Regions from separate parts of the Zea mays genome. Here all the other regions are linked to region 3. A link is a contact called in public Hi-C data. All regions are on one chromosome and are shown on one strand. Each heading gives the region's core, a stretch centred on a gene start, on an enhancer-like site or on the middle of the called end of the contact. The rest is flanking DNA. Distances are from core to core; before and after follow the strand shown.

What was found. Hi-C and Micro-C count contacts between places; a contact is called where the count stands out from the background.
Region 1: a contact with region 3 is called in a Hi-C map of leaf, with 5 times the contacts expected there. The contact joins the promoter of LOC100272910 here to the promoter of LOC100216715 in region 3. A contact is called at or near these places in 3 of 25 Hi-C or Micro-C datasets (ear, leaf and tassel).
Region 2: a contact with region 3 is called in a Hi-C map of endosperm, with 2.6 times the contacts expected there. The contact joins the promoter of LOC103649872 here to the promoter of LOC100216715 in region 3. A contact is called at or near these places in 6 of 25 Hi-C or Micro-C datasets (bundle sheath, ear, endosperm and 2 more).
Region 4: a contact with region 3 is called in a Hi-C map of tassel, with 2.4 times the contacts expected there. The contact joins the enhancer-like site here to the promoter of LOC100216715 in region 3. A contact is called at or near these places in 3 of 25 Hi-C or Micro-C datasets (bundle sheath, ear and tassel).

What each region holds. Positions count from the first base shown.
Region 1 is chr3:26,309,390-26,312,089 of Zm-B73-REFERENCE-NAM-5.0, reverse strand. It overlaps LOC100272910 (Glycosyltransferase family 61 protein), which reads right to left and starts at 1,374. Exons shown (of 4, transcript NM_001147362.1): 1 at 1,077-1,374; 2 at 839-931; 3 at 567-692; 4 at 1-347. The coding sequence starts at 1,221.
Region 2 is chr3:26,362,423-26,365,122 of Zm-B73-REFERENCE-NAM-5.0, reverse strand. LOC103649872 (Glycosyltransferase family 61 protein) reads left to right here and starts at 1,350. Exons shown (of 4, transcript XM_020550139.3): 1 at 1,350-2,188; 2 at 2,255-2,465; 3 at 2,677-2,700. The coding sequence starts at 2,288. It overlaps LOC118476642 (a long non-coding RNA gene), which reads right to left. Exons shown (of 2, transcript XR_004857097.1): 1 at 2,645-2,700; 2 at 2,074-2,542.
Region 3 is chr3:26,511,120-26,513,819 of Zm-B73-REFERENCE-NAM-5.0, reverse strand. LOC100216715 (CDP-diacylglycerol--serine O-phosphatidyltransferase 1) reads left to right here and starts at 1,422. Exons shown (of 13, transcript NM_001143120.1): 1 at 1,422-1,654.
Region 4 is chr3:26,709,441-26,712,140 of Zm-B73-REFERENCE-NAM-5.0, reverse strand. No RefSeq gene overlaps it. Among protein-coding and RNA genes, the nearest start is that of LOC103649878, 28 kb to the right of the region's middle. Within about 2 kb of position 1,445, at least 18 of the 20 cell types and tissues checked have an H3K27ac peak or open chromatin away from gene starts, as enhancers often do. A contact at or near this core is called in bundle sheath, ear and tassel, where this site is marked.

The DNA of each region.
Region 1 (2,700 bases), core at 125-2,624, 200 kb after region 3:
CAGTCCGCCCATGGCCAGCACCATCGCCGGCACGGGGGACCGCACGTCGCACGCCGGCGCGTCGGCGCTGGACGCCAGCTCGCGCACCGTCACCTCCTTGATCCCGCCCTGGTGCTTCCGGGAGTAGGGGCGGACGCGCCACTCCTGCGGGTTCGGGTTGCCGCCGCTCTCGATGGACGGCGCGATCAGCACGGTGCCCGCCGACCCGTGGATCCGCACGTCGCCGTCGATGTCGCACACGTCGGACGCCCACGGGCCCTGGATGTCGCACGCCGGCTTCTTGGCCGGAGCACTCTCCGTGGCGACGCCATCGCCGCCGCTGATACCACTGCTCCTACCATCATCGTCTGCAGGATTGGATGCTTTCAGACAGAAGCAATGAATATGAAACTAACACGTCTCTGCTCTGCACACGGCCACTTTCGGTTCTAAAATAAAAAGTAGACGAGTTCGAGACTGATCGCAAAGCAAAAGCATACAGAATAAGCTCGTGTGCTAGCTTTCTTTTTCTTTGTCACGATTGATGATGAGGATGAAAAGAAGGGGGGTGTGGATTTGCAAAGTACCAGGGACAGGCTTCTTCTGGTCCTCATCTGTTTCAGCATGGGGCCCTTCAACATCAACGCGTGGCGGCTTCTCTTCCTTCGGAGGCTTCTCCTCCGGTGCAACCTCTGGCTTGGGTGGCTTCTCCTCTGCTCATGGTAAGAAAAACAGACGTGGTATTTTTAAAAAAATGATAAATTTTGCTGAATTCTCATCACCAAATTAACGTGCTCTGATTATTCGTTGACAGGAAGGAAGGAAAGACAAGGCGGGGCCGGGTAGAGGCTGATTTTACCTATGGCAGGAGGCTGCTGCCTCTTCTCTTCGACGGCCGAGGTGATCGGCGACCTCGTGGTGTGCGCGTGGCCCGGCGATGTCCTCCGAACAGCTGCGCACGTCAGCTCAATTCCCATCAGTTTCCGCAGGAAATAACTTGCTCAAACTGGAATGGTGTTTTAATTATTGAGCCCCAGCCTCCTATGGATTTTCTGCTGGAACCAAACCCATGTCAGACTCAGAGCAATTGAACTCACCGTTGGGCGCCGTGATCGCGAACTGCTCGGAGACGGTGAAGTAGGTGAGGAGCACGAGGAAGAAGCCGAGCAGGAAGCCAACGCCGAGGTACTTCTGCGCGGCGCCCTTCACGTTCCTGATGACCTTCCCCGGGTCGCCGCCCATCTTCCGTCGTCGTCGTCGTCGTCGTCTCCGGCGAGCGCGTGAACCCCTGGCTCCCTCTCCCCTTTCAGCTTACTCGCTGGCTTCCTCCCCCGCGCCGTGATGATAGAGAGATATGGAGGCCTCGCCGCCGCGTGTGCAGCAGGTCTCCCCGGGACACCTTAGCTACGCGGACACGGGAGGAGAACCTTCCGAGAACTCTCTTCAATGGACCGGTTCTTGGTGGTGCGTGATGAGTTTTATGGGCGGGCGACTACGGCTGCTGGCAGCTGGCCCGAGGGGAAGACCGAGCCAAACGCCGCTCTCCCTCGTGATGGCTATGTTTTAGAAATTATGCTTAGGTCACGTTTCGATCCGCCCAGTAAACTATTAGCTGGGAAAAAATAGCTAATTGTTAGCTAGGTGATACTCCCTCTGTTCTATGATATAATGTGTAACAACTTTTTATTCTTGTCCCACAATATAAGTCATGCTCTCTTTATCTGTATGTATACGATACAGTGGTATATAAAGAATTAAATATATTTCTTAATCTTTGAATCAGAGATGGTTATGCCTTATATACTGGAACGAAGAAAGTAGACGAGAACTTATTAGCTGGTTTATTAGTTAAGGGTCATCTAATTCTTAATAGCTAATTGTTAGCTGTATGTGGTCTAAACTGAATTTTAGGCATATAATCACAAGCATTATTGTCGGGGATCATAATTAGGGGTACCCTCAATGCTCCTAATTCTCAGCTGGTAACCACCATCAGCATAAAGCTGCAAAGGCCTGATGGGTTCGATTAAGTCAGGGACCAGTCCATTCGAGGGACTCGATCACGCCTCGCCCGAGCCCAGCCTCGGACAAGGGCAGCCGACCCCGGAGGATCTCCGCCTCGCCCGAGGCCTCCCTCCAGCGGCGAACATATTTCCGGCTCGCCCGAGGCCCTGTCTTCGCCAAGAAGCAACCCTGACCAAATCGCCGCACTGACCGGCCAAATCGCAGGAGCATTTAATGCAAAGGTGGCCTGACACCTTTACCCTGACGCGCGCCCCTCAGCCGACAGAGCCGAAGTGACCGCCGTCACTTCGCCGCTCCACTGACCGGTCTGACAGAAAGACAGCGCCGCCTGCGCCGCTCCGACTGCGGTGCCACATGGCAGAGTGAGGCTGACAGGCAGTCAGGCCCAGCCGCGCGCACCATAGGAAGCTCCGCTCCGCCCGACCCAGGGCTTGGACTCGGGCTAAGCCCCGGAAGACGGCGAACTCCGCTCCGCCCGACCCAGGGCTCGGACTCGGGCTAAGCCCCGGAAGACGGCGAACTCCGCTCCGCCCGACCCAGGGCTCGGACTCGGGCTAAGCCCCGGAAGACGGCGAACTCCGCTTCACCCGACCCCAGGACTCAAATTCCGCCCTGGCCTCAGCCAACAGCCTCCGCCTCGCCCGACCTAGGTGCTCGGACTCGACCTCGGCCACGGAAGACGGACTCGACCTCGAC
Region 2 (2,700 bases), core at 101-2,600, 150 kb after region 3:
CTGCATCCAGCAAGAGCCTAGGTAGTCATAGGCCATGTGCTGCCTGCAAAGATAAAAAAACGGCCCACTCCATGCATCTGCGGTTCTTCTGGGCCAAGCCATTGAAACACTCATCATGTTTTAGTGGACCAAAAGCTAGAAGCATAGTTAGAGATGGCAACGGGTACAAACCCGCTGGGTTTTGCCATCCCAAACCCGTACCCGTGAAAAATGTCTATGCCCATTAAAAAACCCGTACCCATGACGGGTTTGAGATTTTGCCCAAACCCGTACTCATCGGGTTAGCGGGTACCCATGGGTTACCCGCGGGTTTCATCTCCAATATACTTGTTCTTCTCATAATCAATAAGTATCGTAATGATTAATGATATCATGATCCAAAATCTATGTAATGAACAACGATTTCATGATTTGGTATAAAAAATATTAGTAGAGAGAATGGAATACATATAATAAGTTGTATAATTAAGTGACCTTGCACTAAGTTATCCATCCACCACATATATAACACTAGTAAAAACTATAATAGCAAGCAAACAACACTCTCACCGACTACTAACACATTCACCAATTGATAAAAATTATGAAGTAAATAAGGAATAACAAGTTTGTTGTTAGTTTATAAAATAAAATGACAATATGCATTAGGTTTGGTCGGGTTTAAAAAACCCACGGGTTCACGGGTTTGGGTACTATAGGAACAAACCCGTACCCATAAACCCGCTGGGTATAGATTTATGCCCATTAACAAATCAATGAGTATGAAAATTGACCCAAACCTGTACCCTAATGGGGTAAAAACCCATCGGGTTTCGGGTTTCGGGTACCCATTGCCATCTCTTCTGCATAGTGCTAGACCAAGCTGTTGCACAGAGCTACCATCGGTTCTGTTGGACCAAGCAAAGTGGCGAGTAGCTGCTGCTGCTCAAACTGGTTCTGACGCTGCAGAAGCAAAACATAGAATCCACGGCACGAACCTACGCTTGGAAGCAAAGCAACGGAAGAGGGACCACAACACAGACGAGCACGTCGTCCACTGTGCTACTTTGCACCTTCTACGTTCCGCTCCCTGTTCCATTTTCTTTCTCTCTCTCTCTCTCTCTCTCTATATACAATTGGATTGATCAAACTCCATAAATTAATCTCTACGTACCTGAGCAGCCGTGTGGTCCGTCCAACTATGGTACATTCTGCTGCTTCAAATTACACGAGTGTATGGCAGACTACGTACACAGATCTCGAGTTCTCGATCGACCAATTTATTAATTTGTATGCCGGCCTCGCCTCCGATCGAGTACAGTACACACTGGTCGAGTTCGCCGCCGGCTGCGTGTTTATTTGCTTGTAATCCGCTCATGGCGGCCACCGTACCGGCCGGTCTCGCTCCTCACCTTCTCTTTCCTTCCTTGCTGACACCGTTATAGTTTGCAACATCCGTCAGCATGTGCAGGTGCGACTGCGGCTGGTGGCCGAACAGGACACGTTGGCTCGCCGCATAGCATGGCTCTCCGGCCCGAGAAGCCCGGACACAGCCACCGCGCGCAGCCAGGCAAACAGCGAGGTTTTGGGGGGCGGCTTCTTGGCCAGGACGAGCGCTACGGTTGCCGTCATTTCCCTCGGACCGGCCGGCCTGGACGCACGTACGTTTCGGAGCCTAATTCGGACTCGTGTTTTGACCCGTCGTGGGCCTGTCATCTCCCGAGACCAGGACGAGTCGGAGCCTAATTCAGGGACGTTACAGTTAAGGACTCGCTAAAACGTGCGGGCCGGGGCGAGAAAGCAATCCGAATTCTTATCGTCTGCAGCTCTAGCTAGTGCGCGCCGGCCTCCGTCTCTGCTAGCTCGTGAGTCATGCCTCTCGTGGTCATGGGCTCATGGCTACTAATAACACGTTTGGTCAGTATACAATACGGTACAATGCATGTAGTGTAGTAGGTTGGCAGTGTTAGGCTGGCGATGGTGTAAAGGTACGGTGAAACGCCCCTCATATAGCTTGACCTGCTCGATCGCTCGCTTTTCTCCACGCTACGGCTCATGATGCGCATGGGATGGGACTATGGGAGAGCAAAAGAGTTTATAATCCGCTCTCCTCTGGTCTCCATTTTATATATGTCTTAGGTGGTGGTGGTGGAGGCAAGAGCTACGAGAGTTGGCCCAGCAGCGAGTGATCACTTGAGGAGCTCAACAAGTGAGTACATCGAGGAAGAATGATCCGCCTCTAGTTCTTGGGATCCACCTCTCTCTCTTGTCTTAGGCTCGGAGACCTTCCGAAGACGAGAAGCTAGATATGGCTGCGCTGGCCCGCGGCGCGGCCATGAAAGGCGGCGGCGACAAGAATAAGAAGGTGGCGGCAGGTGGCAGGTTGCTGTCCGTCGTCGCCGTCGGCTGCTTCCTCCTCTTCGTCGTCGTCGTCTTCACGCTCTCCTCCCGACGCTACGCCACCCTCGTCCTCGACGCTCGTGATCGTGAGTGCGCTTCTGCCTTCTCGATCTGCTTCCGATCTGAGCGACCCACGTACTGTCGTGCGCGCGTGCGTGTGTACCTGCACCGTTATGCTATACATATATGATTTTGTGGGCATCATATCCTCGTGCATGCATCGGCTCTCAATCGATCAATGAACTGATGATCACGAGCCACTTACACCCACTGATTTGTACGCACTTGTTCTTTCAGGCCGAGGTGACTTCCACCCGTCGC
Region 3 (2,700 bases), core at 173-2,672:
AAGGTACTCTTCATTTTTAACTCTATATTTGACTATCTATTTAACTTTTCATAAATATTACACTCTGTATGTAGCATACTAGCATCTCACTCCAACAAACTATCTGTCTAATTTGGCTAGTCAGGTGGCTAGCCAAATTTGACTAGTGAGAAAGTCAATTTGAAGAGTCTGATAGCTTGGCGAGTCAGATAGCTAATCTGTTGGAGAGTTATTTTGCTATTGAGTAGCCAAAATTTGGCTTGACGAGTTATCTAACTAGTCTCTTGGAGATGCTCTAACTTGTTTGTTATAGGATATGTTGGAATAAGATGTTACATATAGATTGTAATTTTTATGAAAAGTTAAATAAAAAATCAAAATCGAAAGAAAAAATAAAGAGTCTGTCGGAGATGCTCTTTATACATGTACAGCAAGCAGGTGAGGCATCTAGTCTTTTTCCTTTTTTTGCAATTGAATTTGCAGCGGGAGAATTTTTTTTCTCTTCCATTGCAAATTTGCACAATCCTTTTATTTGGCCGAAATCAGAGATTATTACAAGGAACCAAGGAAGATCTCTTGGAATAGAAGCTGAGTTAGCCGGCTAGTTAGCCTCGCCCCCTTTAGGGTCTGATCAGTTAGGGAGAGATTAAAAGGGTTAGATGCTATTCGTTTAGTCTAATCCATAGATATTGATAGGGATTAAATTCTCTACAAGTTAAAATCCTCACCAATTTCTTCCAATCTCAATCCCCATGGTTTAGAGATAAAACTAACATGGCCTAGAGATGAAACTAACATGGCCTTATACATGTACTATTTGCCAAGCTATTTAACTATTAAACGTCTGTACTGGCTAGATTTACAGTTTGAAATTAACAAAACGGCATGTGTCGCATTAGCTAGCTGCGCTTAACCAGCACGGTGGCACTGAACTGGGGGACATCATTTAAGTTTTATTTTGGCGTCTTATGATTAAGGGCCTCTTTGTTTACCCCCCAGATTATATAATCTGGATTAAATAATCTTAAGAGGCAAACAAACAGTCTAGCTTATTTGCCCAGATTATATAATCTAATCCATTGGATTATATAATCCTCCAAAAATAATCCAGATTATATAATTCATTGGGGTAAACAAACAGGCCCTAAATCAAGAAGAGGGGGTGGTGGTGGTGGTGGTGGTGGTGGCACCTCCATGGAGGGTCCTACTCCTACCTCTGTCTATGAGAGAGAAAGAGAGCGTTTAAAAAAATTAAAAGAAAAAACAGAGGGGAGAGTGAACCATCATCAATGCTCCAATGATCCCCCTTCAAGACTCCGATTCCTTTCTCCCCCCTCTCTCTATCTCGAGCCTTTTCTTTGACCGCCTCTCTCTCTAACCTCTTATATAAGATGAGAAGATTCGCTCTTCACCGCCTCGCAGGGCTACACTCCATTCTATCCCTCTCTATATCCCCCCGCACCCTCTCCTGGTCCTGGCCATCTCCATCTCCCGTCTCTCTCTCTCTCTACGAACTCCACCTCGCGAACAGCCGCTGCTTGCCTGCCGCGTTGGAGAGAACGGAAGAAAAGCGAGCGAGGGAGAGGGACAGCAACTCCCTCGGTCGCTTTCGACGGCCTGGATCTCCCCGCACGCGGGATCGTACGACCGGCACGCTGTTGTCGCTTTCCACCGCGTACGTGCTCCCTCCCTCCCCCGCCTGGCCCTGGTCGCCTCCCTTTCCTCCATGTCGACCATGTTCCGGTTCCCATCGCCATCCCCGCAGAAATCCCGCGGATTAACTTTTCGGCTCCGGGGAGCCCTAATCATGTTTTTTTTCAGCGCCGGGCGGCCCCGTTCCTGCGGTTATGCCCGGCCTCCTCCTGTCCTGGGGCTTGGGCACCGTACGCAACGGCACGGTCTCTGCCGCTGGCGGCCGGCGGCTACCCGGCAGTTGCCGTTTCAGTTTATCGTCGCGGCGTTGATTAATGCGCTCCTGGCCGTTCGCCGGCGAACCACCGGTCGCGGGCGGGCGGGCGGGCGTGCGGACCTGCGGGGCAGGCTCAACGGAACGCCGCCTTTTCCGGTGTTTTATGCTGTTGTTAATGCCCAGTGCCGTGTAAAGGCCGTCCTTTCCCCCACCTCGATTTCATTGCCTGCATTGCATCGCTCTGCCGCGTTTGACTGCTCATCTAGCAGCCTTTATTTCGCCCCCTCCCTGCTTACCGTTTCTCTGGTGTGCACTTCCCTTGAGAGCGCTCCCGTTCGTGGGAGTCGCCGGCGGATTCCCACCGGATTTGATGCGCGCATCTTCAAATTCGCGGCCTTTTTTTTTTGCTGCCTCGCAAAAGCTGCTGCGTCTTAGCTTTTCCGGCTTCTTAATTTGGACGATGTGTACGGATCACTGTCGGCCCTAATTATTTCCACAGTTTTTTAACCCGCGGGCTGTTTTATATGTGTTTCTTTTTGAATTGCTCGATCCCTTCTGGCGCTCTTCATCTTCTTCCGTGGAATGGATTTTTCCTTTGCTCGGCCTTGCCCTTTGCTGCCTCAGGTCCCGTCTGTTTTGCTCTAACGCAGCATCTGGTTGCAGCAGCACACCACACCCCTTCTGTTGTTTTGGAATAACTGGAAGCCTTTCGGGTTTGGAATTTGGCACCTAGCCTGAATGCCACCGAAACCATTTTGGAGATGAGTGGGATTCATTAAGTGATCCCTGGCAAATGATTGAGCAAGCAGTGA
Region 4 (2,700 bases), core at 196-2,695, 200 kb before region 3:
TGATCAACCTAAGCACCGACAAAGCCAACACGAGTCGATATGTTAATTTGGTTGTTTACAGTGTTGATGTATATATACTGTTGTGTCTGGTGCACATATTAGTTTTGAATATCTATGAAATTTGTCTTAATTTAAAATGTGGACTTAGAATATTACGAAATTTTCCAATGAATATCACGAAGTAATCTTGAAATCTACCCCTACAATATTCTTTTGGTAGGGAGCAATCCTGTGAATTTTACAACAGTTGTTGTAGCAGTGGAAGGAGGGTGAAACATATGGTTGGACGAAATGCTCGTGACTCGTCGGCTCGTTCGGTTCGTGGTTAGCTCAGCTCGTTTGAATTTTTCACGAGCTGAGTTGACATCCTAGTTCGGTTCGTTAACGAGCCAGTTCGGTTTGTAAACGAGCCAGCTCGCGAGTTAAACGAGCTACCACATTTCACTAAAACGAAACTATATGCATATTATTTATGTAACAATTGATAAACATGCTATATGTATGTGTGGTGTCTATGGTCTATGAGTTAAATTAATTATTGATGAACTGTGTCTACATGTTAAATTGTCTATGTACTTAGAATATTGTGCAATTTTCAATGAATATTACCAAGTACGCTTGAAACCTACATGTGAGCAGTCCTGTGAATTTTACAGCAGTTGCTGTAGCAGTGGAAGGAGGGTGATACATTTACCGCTGAAGACATGACACACACGTACCAGGGAAAGGGATCTGCCAGCAAACGGTTGTAATAACCAGGGGCGTCATGGATGAGCATGGAGTTTCCTTATTTGTTGGTCAAATATTATTTCAAGAGCTAGGACTAGTTTGGGAACCTAATGGATCTTCATCTTGCAAAGGAAAATTAGCTTATTTTTCCTTAGAAAAATAGAAATATTGGGGAGTTTCTAAACTAGCCTTTAGATATTTTTTATTTGGGATTATAATCTGACCAAATTATATAATCTAATATATTTTTAATCTGGGTGTGTTTGTTTCACTCTTAGATTATATAAGTGGATTATAATGCAGGAGTAGAAAAGTAAAATATTACATTGTGACCACAGATAAGCTGAAATAAGATAGTATTGGGTATCTTATTTCAACTTATTTATAATCCTAAAGTGGTATTTACCTTCTACCTTTCTAGCATAGTCCAACTTATATAATCTAGAAGGAAAAAACATGATATATATACAGTGTAAAAGCTGTTAAATTATATAATCTAGATAAATTATAATCTCAATCAAACATGCCCAGTGGCGGCTGAAGATTACGGTGCGTACTGCGTAATCTCCTAGTGGAAAAGCGAACGGAATGCTTTCTCTGTGGACTTGGGAGCGAAGCAAGTGGTTGTGGGCTGGGCTGGCCCAGGAACATGTATGCTGCTTCCTCTTGTAGTCTTGTTATTTATTATGGCGAGCAGGCCTCGGGTCTCGCAGTGGCCACTGGCAGGCTGCAAAACCGGAGAGAAAAAGGGTACCAACCAATTGCGCAGCGGTGGAGCCTTTGGTAGTGACGAGAGATGACGTACGACTACCACCTCCACCAATATATAGTCGGGTGCTGCATGTGCCACTGCTCCAACTGCAACAGGCAGGCAGGTGGCAGGCTCCTCCGTCGTCGACCAGGATCAGTAGAGGATCGGGGCGGATGATTAGTTTAGTGGTTTCCCTTTACCACACATAACATAAGCTGGCCGTGGCAGACGCCTTGTGTTGATTAATTGCGCCTCGTGTCTCCGCGATCACAGAGGATACTCCTCAGCAGGCAGGCACCATGCCATGTTCCTTCCGGCTTGTTTAAATTGTCAGAGGATATATATCGGAGGAGTACGTTGACTCTTACTAAAACTAACTCGCATGCATTACCCATGCATGCAGAGTAACGCATGCAATGCAGAGGGATGGACGGCCGCGGGTGCGGGTGCGACGACCGATCGTTCAATTTAACTGGCTAGCTAAAGTTTTACAAATTTGCTTCTCTTCACATACAGATACGGTATTGTCGCGCACGTGCTTGCACGCATCATGCGTAGGGTACGCGGCATCGTTCCACATGGCGTGGTACCGACTGTTGGTGTGGTGGTGGTGGTCGTGGTCGTCGTCGTCGTGTAGTTACAGCTAGGGGTCAGTTTCAGAATCGACCTTATCATCATCATTAGCTGTAGCGCTTTGCTTAATTAATGAGCCCGCCCGCATGGCATGGCGTGGCGTGGCTCCCCGTCCCCCGACCCCCCTTCCGTTCCTGTGGCGCCATTAATCCGCTCAAGTGCAGAACGACCTGAATGGATATTTATAATAACTGCGTGCGAGCGGAGCGGAGAGGAGTGCCGGCCACCAGTGACCAGTGCGCGCGCGCGCCATCATTAGCGAGCAGACACGTACGGCGAGCATGGACGCGCAGCATGCAGGGGAAAAAGGCTGCTGCTGCAAGTGATAAATATAAGCAAGCTCCGTCGATCGACGCGGGAGGCGGCGGCGGCGCGCGCCAACAACAACCGCCGCGCGCGCGCCGCCGACGAGCGAGCACACGTGAGGTGCGGAGGTCGAGGGGAGCTAAGCTAGGGCGCTGAGCCTGAGCGGCAGGCCGGCATGCGCCTCGACCGTGTGTGCGTGTGGGTCGCCGTACGTGGCCCTCACATGCGTGCGTGTGTGCGTGCGTGCCTCTGATCTGGGGCCGGTTGTTGGAGGGGGCATG